Linked DNA regions of Mus musculus: region 2 is linked to region 1. A link is a contact called in public Hi-C data. All regions are on one chromosome and are shown on one strand. Each heading gives the region's core, a stretch centred on a gene start, on an enhancer-like site or on the middle of the called end of the contact. The rest is flanking DNA. Distances are from core to core; before and after follow the strand shown. Region 1 has its middle 190 kb from the start of Cdh11. Region 2 overlaps Gm32728 (a long non-coding RNA gene).

The links. Hi-C and Micro-C count contacts between places; a contact is called where the count stands out from the background.
Region 2: a contact with region 1 is called in a Hi-C map of uterus, with 6 times the contacts expected there. The contact joins two enhancer-like sites. A contact is called at or near these places in 8 of 484 Hi-C or Micro-C datasets (cerebellum, cranial neural crest, nephron progenitors and 1 more) and 3 of 115 datasets of contacts at active chromatin or transcription factors (the NIH/3T3 cell line, astrocytes and fibro-adipogenic progenitors).

Annotation. Positions count from the first base shown.
Region 1 is chr8:102,976,212-102,982,318 of GRCm38.p6, forward strand. No RefSeq gene overlaps it. Among named protein-coding and RNA genes, the nearest start is that of Cdh11, 190 kb to the left of the region's middle. Within about 2 kb of position 2,245, at least 25 of the 459 cell types and tissues checked have an H3K27ac peak or open chromatin away from gene starts, as enhancers often do. A contact at or near this core is called in uterus, where this site is marked.
Region 2 is chr8:104,020,210-104,026,316 of GRCm38.p6, forward strand. All of the region lies in intron 1 of Gm32728 (a long non-coding RNA gene), which reads right to left. Among named protein-coding and RNA genes, the nearest start is that of Gm32728, 13 kb to the right of the region's middle. Within about 2 kb of position 3,017, at least 93 of the 459 cell types and tissues checked have an H3K27ac peak or open chromatin away from gene starts, as enhancers often do. A contact at or near this core is called in uterus, where this site is marked.

The DNA of each region.
Region 1 (6,107 bases), core at 995-3,494:
ACACAGCAGAGATAATTCCCTTTACAAAACAAATGCTAGAGGGAGAGACTACAGAGTAATTTTGCCAGATTTCTCAGCAATTCTCTCGAGATCATGCATGTTAATTGCTTATAGCTGCAGGTTAGTACTGCCAGTCCCATGTGACACCTAAGCAGGAATCAGCAGCCCCTTTAGTGGCAGAATTGCAGACTTAGTGAGGTGCTGAGGATGTCTGCTAGGACATGCTGCCCGTTCTCTGACTGCAGAGGCTTTCCAAGGCCTGTAAGCTGAGTCCAAGTTGACTGAGTGAAGCCCTTCTCAGCAGGAGTCTTGACCATGTTGTAGATTTAACTAGGGTGATGTTTCATTTGACTCGAAATATTGTGTTATTTCTGGAGTTCTATTCACTAATTCCGATTCCCCTCTAAGATTCTTGACCTAGAATCGTATGTCTTAAGTCCTGGGAGTCACAACCAAGCCAGTTCACTCTGGATTTTAGCAGTGAGGCAGAAGAAGCATGTTTTTGCTCTTCTTCAGATTCCCTGTCAGCAAATGCAATAATTGAAAGGAATGGTCCCTATGAACTCAGATCTTTGGCTGTGATTGTTCTTTTCCTTCCCCTGTATTTTCTTGTGCCCTGTCACTATCTTTCTCCCTCTTTGGCTTCCTCCCTAACGATCTTCACATGAACCATACTTAGGATTGAAATGCCATGTTCTATGGAGCCAGTCCCCTACTGGATCAGAAGAGCCAGTTGTGCTCGTTTCTTTCAGATTCTGTGATCAGTTTTCTAGGTCACTTGAAATCAGCCTTCAAGAGAGGATTTAAGCTACAGAATCTGGCACAAGAGACAAGTCAGAGCTATTACCTTCCATACCCTCCTACAGGGCCAGCTGATAAACATTTACAAGCTCACTGTCACCAGTTTCTGATTAGATTATTGGCCTGACTGCTAAGTTATTATAACCACAGGCAAACTAAATTACACATGTGTATGCACACACACACACACACACACACACACACACACACACACACAAACACACACGGGGGGTAGACAGTAATCAGCTTTGAAAGAGTTTAAGTTAGTACTAGGTGAGAACATTCAAGGTACACTCGGGAGTGTTTTACATTCTATTCGGCAGGAATACATTTTTCTTTCCGATGTCCATTTTGTATATAAGAAAATGGAGGCTCAGCAAAACTAAGCAATTTGGGTAACTACGCAGAATCGATAAGTAGCAGAAGCTCACTGGTTACTATTAGCCTGTGAAGCCAGAATCATTTCTGTTTCTGACCCATTCGGCAAATGAGGAAAGTATAGAGCAAGTCCTCACATTCATACACAATCCACTTAGCAACATCTACGTGGCAACAGGTCAGTACAACACAGCACAGAGGACTGGATCCTTGGAGAATTCCATAGGTAAATAGGAGCATGAAAAGTAAGGATGCTGGATGGTGCTTTTACCATGAACAAGGATACCTGTTAGAAGAACTAGAGATAGTTCACATTGGTTACTTGTATTTCACTATCTCAGGACGCTCCACTATACCAATTTTAGTTTTCATTTATTCTTTAAAATAAATATATATTTTAAAGTAAAAGTTACAAAGGGAAAGCATTATGTATACTTCATTGTTTCGATGCTGAAGCCTCTAGGTTTACAGAGGTCAGTTGGTTTTTAAGATCTTAAAATAAGCCAGTCTAGCTTAACTATTACCTTCTGTTCTTAAAAATAAAGTAAAGGTTATTTAGGGCTAAGATATTACTCAAGCTTCTCTGTAGACTCTTTTACTACTCAAATTAACCAGGAATTTAGAATTACTAAGAATTACACACAGAAAAACTTAAATTTTAAGCCCCCATGATGACTCTAAACCAATTGTTTTTCTCATCTGCCACACAACATGTTCTGCAGTAATGGAAGAAAATGTACACCATTTTGAACGTGAGCACAGTACTATCTGTGCCCAAGACGCTCTTCCACAGTGATAGCCTCCGCATTGGTGTGTTTCAGCACATCCTAGAATAGGACCTTAATATACTTTGTCCTTTTAGCATTTCAGTGTTCTTCCCAACTGCTAATAAAGAACAGAGACGCTGGCCACAGTGGAAGACCTCCAGGCAGAACATGGATGGCCTCTTCAAAGTCACAGAGAAGGCGGGGGGGGGGGGGGACGGACTCCGGAACCCAGCTGCCTCACAGATGGGGCTCATTATCCACACCACCCTCCCTTGTTGAAGGAAGGCCAAGAAAGAGCCACAGAAAATTAGAGGCTTATGCTGAAGTGGCCAGATGTCGAGACAACAGGGACATCCTGTCTCCACTGGCCTGGCCAGTGGTTTAAGTGTTCTTCTCTGTGGTGGACAATGTGGATGTTTTCTGCACAGGGGAGAGGTCACAGAAGCTCTGTTAAGTAAAACATCAGAGAGAGAAGCTTCAAAACAAAATCATAACTTTTTTTTTTTTTTTGCTCTTTGAACACCATGTAGATATATGAAGAAGGTTTGGATCTGTACTCTGCATACAATTACTCTGTGATATTGTATCTGTTCTCAAGTGTAACATTTGACCAGAGTGATTTCAACATTTTACATAAGGTCTCAACAACAAAAAATAGCCCACAACTCAAAATAAAGCGGCTTTCCTGAGGTACCGTAAGTATACGGAGCAAAGGTAAGACTTCAACTCTATTAGCATTGACCCTGAACTACCTTTTAGAATAGTGAGTTTTGGTATGGTCTATTTGCCAGGTGTCTCAGTAATCCTTTCAAAACCGTTTCCTTCTACAAATCCTCCAGGCCTCGCTGCAGAATTATTAAAGACTCAGTACTTCACACATTAACAAGCCCACCTCATGATGTGATTGACAGGTCTTAACATTTGCTAGGGCTGCTCTCACTTCAAACAGACCCTGCCACGACTCTCCAGGAGCTTTCTAGTCGCTTCTCTTTTCCTTAACTAAAGCTATAGTTGCCTAGAAGAGAGAAACAGCCCTTTCCAAATCTTCTGTATAAAGCATTGAGAGGTTTAGATTTCCCCAATAAGAACAAATCCCAGTGCACGTGGGATGTTGCACATGGCTCAGATTCGTGTGGTCCGGTTCAGTGGCTACAGGGGTTGGCATGCAAAGAAGCAAGACAGGAGAGTATTACAAAATGCACTGAGGCAACCAAACTTCTGTCTTGACTTCCTGAGTTGGTGAACCTTGAACGGGATATGCATTCTAGCTTCCATGCAGTCATCTGGTGTATGATATAGCCTTAGACTTCCAGATTTTAAACTTGGTAAAAGAATATATTTCTACCATCTTCACCAAACATATTAAACAAACACTAGTGAAATGAGATATAAATAGATATGTTAACCAACTTAACATAATATTTATACAGCACACATGTAGATTAGTTTATAACAGTGTACCCCATAAATATATACAATTAATAGTTGCTAATCAGAAGAATTTTAAGCAAAGAAACAAGGAGGATGAAGAGAAGCTTCAGAGGTTAAGAGTACTTGCTGTATAATCATGAACATCAATTAGTGTCCAGCAACCCTAGCACTGAGCAAGCAGGACAAGATGAAGAAAGAAGGATAACTGAAGCTTGCCAACCCCCAACTTAGGCAAGAAATAAGTGACAAGTGCTGATCTATCAGTACTTGTGGCTCATTCCCATTACTGTGATGGGACACTTAGTGACTTCCTCTTCTAATCAGAAGCCGTTTCTTATAGTTGTGCTAAGCCTTTGTTAAATTCCCAACTGTAGAACGTGGAGGAAGGTAGGTTCAATAATTAGGACGAATCTGTCTTTAAAAGACGAAAATCTCTTCTAAAATATGGGGTGAGGGAAAGAATGGGCAAATTTAAGGAACCTAAAATGTGAGTTAAAATATTTTCAGATGTTTTTTGACTGCTAGTTGGTATCTGATCAATGGCAAATACCCAAAGCTGTGAGAGAATGAAAGAAAGTCATAGGATTTTTGAAGAAGCTGAGATGCAGGAAAAGGATTGGATAAAGATGACCAGGAGGCCTACTGGGTATCATACTGAGGTTTGTTTATAGTCATGGCCAGCAGGCACAGGTCTCCTGGAATAACTGTAAAAATAAAGGCTTTGGTTCTGACAAGTTGTTGTTTAGCTACTAATAGAACTGTGTGAAAGCACAGGATAAAGAATTATGTTGGGAGAACTTTACTCTCCCACATCCTCAGGCCAATGTGCAAGTAAAATAGGCAAATAAACACACAAAGGTGAAAATCAGGGTGAAATCACTGCTTGAGTGTTATATTTCTGCTAAGTTCCAGGTTTCCCAAAGGCATTCATATGTGGGATGAAATCCGGAGAAAAAATTCTATCTCATGAGATGCAATGGCCAGAGTGGGAGATGGTTTCAGTAGTGGATAGGTAGCATAAGGATCGGCAGAACATCCTTCATCTCAAATACATCAATCTCAAAGAAACTGTGTCTTTAAGAATTAGAAGGGAAGGTTGGACCAAATGTGACAATGAATAAAATAGACAGCATTCTTTTTCGTGACTTTGATCTTTGTCAAATAAGGCCAAGTTAATATAATGTTTTATATATTTGTATACTATTTATGTTTTGTATTTTTGATTTTAGTATTTCCAATATTTAACTTCTGTAGGCCTTCAGAAATTATTTCAGGTAGACCATATGCAACAACTTAGGAGAAAAAAATGAATACAAATTCCTAATATTTACCATATTGTAAGTAAGGATTCCTATAAAATGAAGGCCATGTAACATATCAGACTCCATGACTGGATGTGACTTTTTCAATGGGTTATCCATCATAAACGTCAAGGCATCCATCAGTAAGGCTAGTGGGGGACTGTGGCACTTATGATAGCTTTCACGTACTCTTTGCTCATAAGTGGATACTAGGTCTGTGATTCCAACATGGCTGTCCTGCCTCCTGATCACAGGTTCTGAGTCATTGTTTCAAAAAACAAATGGAAAAAAATAACAAACAAACAGACAAAAAAACCCAACTATTTCTACATTACCTGTGGATTTGCTGCATCTGTGCTTTTGTCTCCTTTTACCTTTATTCTCTACTTATGACAAACTGATATTAATCACTTTTATATCACAAGTGATTGATTGAGATAATTTAGCACACATTTGGTCATAAAAGATAGAATTAAATGGGTTCAAATGACAAGAGACTCCAAGCCCTGCACAAGCCCTTAGTATGGATGGCAGTCAGGGTAGCTTCAGAGACCTTAGCACTGAAGGGTTTTAGGGATCTATTCTTTCTTCTTCTTCTTCTTCTTCTTCTTCTTCTTCTTCTTCTTCTTCTTCTTCTTCTTCTTCTTCTTCTTCTTCTCCTTCTCCTTCTCCTTCTCCTTCTCCTTCTCCTTCTCCTTCTCCTTCTCCTTCTCCTTCTCCTTCTCCTTCTCCTTCTCCTTCTCCTTCTCCTTCTCCTTCTCCTTCTCCTCCTCCTCCTCCTCCTCCTCCTCCTCCTCCTCCTCCTCCTCCTCCTCCTTCTTCTTCTTCATCAATAAAGCTCAGCTAACAACACTCAGGATAGATACTTAGTTACATTTGTCAGAGGGAGAATCTAATCAATTAAGTTTGCTATGGATCCCATGAGCCATCAGGTCAGGTCCAAAGAGCTTAGATGAGGGATCTGGAAATTGCTTTTGTGTGTTTGTGTGTGTGTGTGTGTGTGTGTGTGTGTGTGTGTGTGTGTGTGTGTTGGGGTAGATGTTAGCTTGGTTTGAGCATAGAGGAAGACAGTGGAATCTCTAAGATATGTCATAGTCACCAAAGACCCTGAGGATATCAACCACAAAGTCAGAAGAAAATCTGTCTAAACACAGTCATTGGTCTTGTTACATGCATAGTAATAACAGGGTAGCACTGGCTCAACAAATGGCACAAGGCTACCAGAAGATGTCCAATAGCATCCTTTGCCATTGAGAATTCTATGCCCAGAATTGGAACACTCTGTACAGAGGATTTACCTAGATACTTACTTCAATTCATTGTACTAACCGAGTCAATAAAAATAAGCTGGTAATGACAACAGGTTCATGGTATAACTTCTAGATTTCTCTTCAGAGTCTAGCTGGTACCATTGGTCAGGTCTATGATA
Region 2 (6,107 bases), core at 1,767-4,266, 1.0 Mb after region 1:
CCATCATGGTCAGTTGCCAAATCGCTCACATTTGAGGTCCATGAATGTGAATTCTGCATGGACACAAAGACCGACATTATGAGGTTATCGCCCACCAATGGGTGGAAGAACTCCCCGACAATTCATTCTCATGAGATGCAGTAGTGTTTAAGTCTTCTTAGCTTCCTGAGCTCCAAGAACACCCTTCCTCTCTCGGTGCTTCAGTGGGAAGGAGCATCACAGAGAACACTCCACCTTTTCAAAGTTCACCAGATCTCTTCTTGAAGCTCCTACTAAAGACAAGCCAGAGCCTGAAGGCTGCAGGGGAAAGGGCACTACCTCCACCAACTCCTGTAGACTCCATCCAGAATGTCATCCATCCAGGAGAACTGGGTTAAATTAAGAAAGGTCAAAAGCTAAATTCAACTGACAAAGGATTGGAGCACACAAACGCTCCAACAGTCAATAACAGCGATCCCTCCAGCCCCAAGCCAGGGTGGAGAGGGGGAAAGGAGCCTAGAAACCTGGGAATGCTCTGTCTGCTTGCTGCCCACAAAGAAAACCTGTAATTCTCTTCCAATACTGTTTCATCTGGCGCCCCAGAACACAATGTGCTGCAGACCTCACGCAGCTGCTCCACACGGAGGCTGAGCTGCCCTCCAATTCCCAGCATCAAACCTCCTGCAACCCTGCCTTCCTTATCTCATCTGCGCTAGATAAATGCCCAGCTCTGAAGAAGGACGAAATGTTTTTAGCCTGGTCGAGTAATATGTGCACGCAGCAGTAGGCAGCACTGGGCTCAGAACATGGATTCCACCCGGTCCCCAAGCTAGAGAAGATTGGTTGAGAAGTCCCTAGCTCATCCACTTGGTCAGTGACACCTAGGAAGAGCCCCACCCAAGCCAGCTGCCAATCTGGAGTTCTGTCCTCTGTAACTCCAGTTTAGGGCAGCCCAGTGCTGTCCTTGCTACCTAGAAAGTCATGGGCACTGGCCACAGACTGTCTTCCCCAACCTCTTGTCAGCCACTTGGAAGGTCCTAGGCAGGTCAGCCACCAGGAAAGGGGCTGGGTAGTGGAAGAGAGCTGGTCACGTGCACTCTCACTGTGGGAACTGTGCAATCTGATTGTGCCTTGACAGAAGCAGGAGCAGCCAGCGGATCAAGCCATCCCCAGGACTAGATTTCAGAAGCTGCCCAGGAACCTCGCTGGCTCAACCGAGGTACCTGATCCAAAAGGTTCATCCACTGACACCTTGATAGCCACAGATTACCTCAGAGTTATCTCAGATGTCCTCTGGGAGTCAGGAGATGCGGGAGGAGCTAGGACTCAGCTCCAGAGGCTGCGGTACCCCACAGAAAAAGAAGACAAGGGAAAAAGAAGGCAAGCTGGAAGAGGGCCAGCAAGAGATGTTTTCTGCCCCGATCCTCTACCTCCATGTCTCACAGGGCTCTGCCACGCTGATGGTGATCGCAGGCCTTTCTACCTTACCCTACCCAAGATTTCTGTGAACTCTCACCTCTAGCCTATGGAACAAAGAAAATGGCAACCAATACGAAGGTAAGAGTCACCAGTGGGCTGGGTTTGAACTCACTGCACATCCTAGAGAAGTCAATTCATCTGCCGGAGCCTGGCTTTCCTTTTCTTCAGCCTAGAATCCCCAGTGCCTGCCTGAAACTGGAAGATCAGATGAAATGAGATATGGGGGGGTTTACGTACTCATTGCTCAGTAAGTCACAAATGTTAGTGACTGTATTAGCTAGCTTTGTGTGTCAGCTTGACACAAGCTGGAGTTATCACAGAGAAGAAGCCTCCCTTGAGGAAATGAAAAACAGCTGTAAGGCATTTTTTTTCAATTAGTGATCAAGTGGGTAGGGCTCAGTCCATTATGGGTGGTGCCATCCCTTGGCTGGGCCCATCCCTTGGCTGGTAGTCCCGGGTTCTATAAGAAAGCAGGCTGAGCAAGCCAGGGGAAGCAAGCCAGTAAGCAGCACCCCTCCATGGCCTCTGCATCAGCTCCTGCTTCCAAGTTCCTGCCCAGTGTGAGCTCCTGTCCCGACTTCCTTTGGGGATGAACAGCAATGCGGAAGTGTAAGCTGAATAAACCCTTTCCTCCCCAGCTTGCTTCTTGGTCATGAGGTTTTGTGGAGGAATAGAAACCGTGACTAAGACAGTGGTGCTCCTGTTCCATTACAGTTTCCAAATGGGGACCTGAGAGTTCATTGTGGCCAAATAAACGAGTTAGGAAACTGAATCCAGGCAACCAGGACAGGATTTCTCTCTTCCAGCCCTGCCTGATGCCTCCCACCACAAAGCCTCCTTGCTTCGCCTTGATGAGGTTTCATCCCACATAAGACACAATCCCAGTTATCCCAGAGAGGGGATAGCAACTCATGGGGTAGCGCTTGCAGTCCGACATCTTTTGTGAGTTGAAAATAAATCCCTGCTCCTCTCTAGGCTGGGTTTTCTCTAGTGCTAACACCCTCTGTACCAAAGAACAAGTTGTTTCTCCCAGCAGAACCCCACGTCTGTCCTACTGACCCTCAGTAGATTTATTTGGTATGAACTTTTGAATGTGGCCCTGCTGCTTAAAACGAGAGAAAGAGAGCACACTGCCAACAGTGTTCAAGTCACGACGGCGGGGGAAAAAAGAAATCAGAGGAGAGGGTGGGGCATGAGGAGAGATCAGGGTGTATTTTTAGGACTCTGTACAGGCCAGAAGTTCCTTTGATGAGTTTAAAAGTAAAAACATGTGTGCTGTGGTTCTGCTTGATTTAGACATGGTGTGGCTAGAGTGCAGTCAGCTTCCTCCCTTGGACTTTCTGATTCGCTGGGGAAAGCCAAAAAGTCTTCCGAAGAAAGAGATGTGCTGAGTGCATCCCACATCCTCCCACCCACATGCCTCTCTTTCTTTCTTTCTCCTCTGCCTTCCTGATCCACGTGGAGTAAGTACCAGAGCAAGTGAGGACCCTGTGTGGTCTGCACAGCACAAAGCTCCAGCCACAGCCTGGGCCCCACCCCAGCAGCTTCAGACAATTGCCTCCAGATGTGTGTGCACTGAGCTGGCCAGGAAGGATGCTGGCAGCCAGGGCTAGAAAGCCTAGCAACTGGTGCCATCCAGGCTCCCAGGCCACACCCACCTACCTCCGCAGACATTCCTTCACAACCTCATCATCTGAGGCCCCAGACAGATTGCAATATTGGGTCTAGGCCCAGCTGCTCAGGCTGTGTGTTCTCACCCAGCTCACTGCTGCTATAGTCACATGGGTTGGAATTGTTCCCTGTGGGAGACTTCACCCAGCTCAGGATCCCAGCTTCTCTGGATCGTAGGACAGTGCAAGGACACATGTCCATAGCCTTCTAGGAGTGGACTGTGGGTTTGAACAGTCAGATGTGCTGGGTCACATTGTGGCAATCTGTTCCCTGCAAACTGCTCTCTCTACGTAGGACCAGACTTTAGCCTCATAGATTCCTATATATCTTCTTCTCCACTGTATTAATCTGTTTCTGTTGCTATGAGTAAAATCCCCTAGGCAAGTTATTTTTAGTGAGAAAGGTGGTCTATTGAGCTCAGAGTTCTGGATGTTCAAGGATATCGCTCAGCTCAGATAAGAACCTCTTGGCAGATGGTGTCACCATAGCAACGGGATGGGATAGGATGGAGACCACAGTTTAAAGGTTCCACTGCTCCTTTTATCACCATCCCAAGCACCAAGATATGAGCTCTCTGGGTAAAAACTATACCCAGACACAACAGGATTTATTCCATAGATGTTACCAGCCCAATTCTACCCAGGCTGCAGAGCTAAGAACTATTAAATAGTATCCATGGTTGGGGACAGGCCCAAATGTTTCGAAGGTTCTTGACCTACTCTTATTCGAAGATTTGAAATAAAAGCCCCCACAAATTTTCAAAAGTATCAAGGAAAGTTTACTTCAGGCAAACCAATAGAAAAGATGAGGGAACACTAGGCCACTTCTTTAGGGTACTCAAGGGACCCAGGTTTCAGCCTAGGGTATCTTTTTATGGGATGTAAAGGAAAGAGAGATTGCTACAATGGGGTGTGGTTTGGGCGGGTCTCCATTTTGATTGAGAAATTAGATCATATAATCCCACTGCCCATGTCCCTTCCCAGAATGCATCTCATTTAATCACATGTGTGCCCAAGTATGCATAGATGCTAGGCAGTAAGTTAGGAGCTCCCCATAAAGGTTAGCTTTGAGAACACGGTTTGCCTTATGCGCATGCACTGAAATCTAGTTCTGGCCTGATCAGCCTGCTGCTCTTCTGACCCAGATTTGTTGGCAATATATTTGAATAAAAACTGCCAAAATCTGGTTATCTTACGGACACAGAGAAATTTACACTTAATGTTTGGAGAGGAGTATCCGTGAAGTCAGTGTAGGTAGGGGTCTCAGACTGCTACGTGGTTTGCTCACAGAGGGGTGTGTGTGCAAAGTACACGCAGATGAAGAAGGTGCATTGTTAGAAGAGAAGTGTGCACAACCCAAACCAGATACAGTTCTTGGCTACCAAACAACCTGCTGGGCGCGCCTGCCTCATACAGGGGCAACAGAGTCAAAAGGCACGCCAGGCTGAACGAAGGCAAAGACTGGCCACCTCCCTCTGGAGCTAATGACACAGTTTCACCAGGCAAATGACGGCTGGTCCACCACATCTGGAATAACAGGGGAAGTTCTGGGCACTCAGGCTGTTCGCACCACACAGGGATGGGGCACACTAAGAGGGCTTGTGGTTTCATCACCCAGGGGCAGCCACAGGCACATGCGGCATGCATAGGCATGCTGGCACAGAAGCTGCGAATGGACACAGACTGGCTGTGTCTGCAGTATCTTGGATTTCTGCTCCTGTATCTAAGGGCCGTGTATACATACTCTGGATACATCCGGAGTCTGACAAGTCAGGGAGATCAGAACATAAGGAAAGGGAGTTAGGAGGCAGAGGGAGGAAGACAAAAGGGGAGAGACATGGATGGGAAGAAACTGAAAGAAGGAAGGAGGAAGGGAGGGAGGGAGGCCCAGGAGTAGGTCTCTAGGAACCTCAGGGAATCACCAGGCACATTTGAAATTCATAGTCTGTCCTCAATATCTCTCCTTCTCTCCCTCTACCCCCCCTCTTTCTGTGTGTGCACACATATGTATGTATGTATGTATGTATGTATGTTATGTATGTATGTATGTATGTTGTGTATGCATGTGTGTGCATGTGTGTAGTGTGTGTGTATATATGTCAAGTATGTGTGTGTTGTGTAGTGTGTGCATGTGTGTATGTATATGTTGTGTATGCATGTGTGCACATGTGTGTGCATGTGTATATGTGTGTGTCAAGCATGTGTGTGTTGTGTATGTATGTGTATATGTGTATGTGTGTGTTGTATATGTATATGTGTTTTGCATGAATATGATTGTGCAGACATGTGTGCACATGGAGGCCAAAGGAGGGTGTCAGGTGTCTTCCTCTGTCCTTCTACTTCATTGCCTTAACAAAGGGTCTCTCACCAAGCACCTGCCATTTCTGCTGGGCTTGCTGGGCAGGGAGCCCTGGGAACCAATCAGCCTGTCTCTGCCTTCCAAAGCTCGGGTTGCAGACATGCACAGCCATAGCTGGCTTTTGGTTTTTATGTTGGTACCAGGACCTCAAATGTGGGTCCTGGTGTCTATCTATGCTCTTACCCACTGAGCCATCTCACCAGCTCCTAAACCGAACTATTCTCGGCTATCCGACCCTCTTGCTGTAAAATAGGGATAATACGGTAGCTAGCCCACTGAGAAGCACAGAACACATCAGACACACAGGAGGGCTTGCGAAAGCTGGGAGATAAATGGCACAGGGTTGCCAGGAGCTCACAAGAGGCCACTTAAGTCCCACACCGGGCTCACAGTAAAGGCTTAAAGGACAGCTACTGCTGATGTTTCTCATTACTGACATGTGCTAGGCCCTTCCCCAGGTGCCACGTTTGTCCTTTATCTCATCTCGTCCCCTCCACCTCCACCACCACCACCACCACCCCACCACCCACCCACCCCCCGCAAGTGGCTAAAATCAAACGCTATAGATGGTTCAGGAGGACCAGAGAGTCAGGAAAGTTTTCTTCTTTTCAAGGGCACAC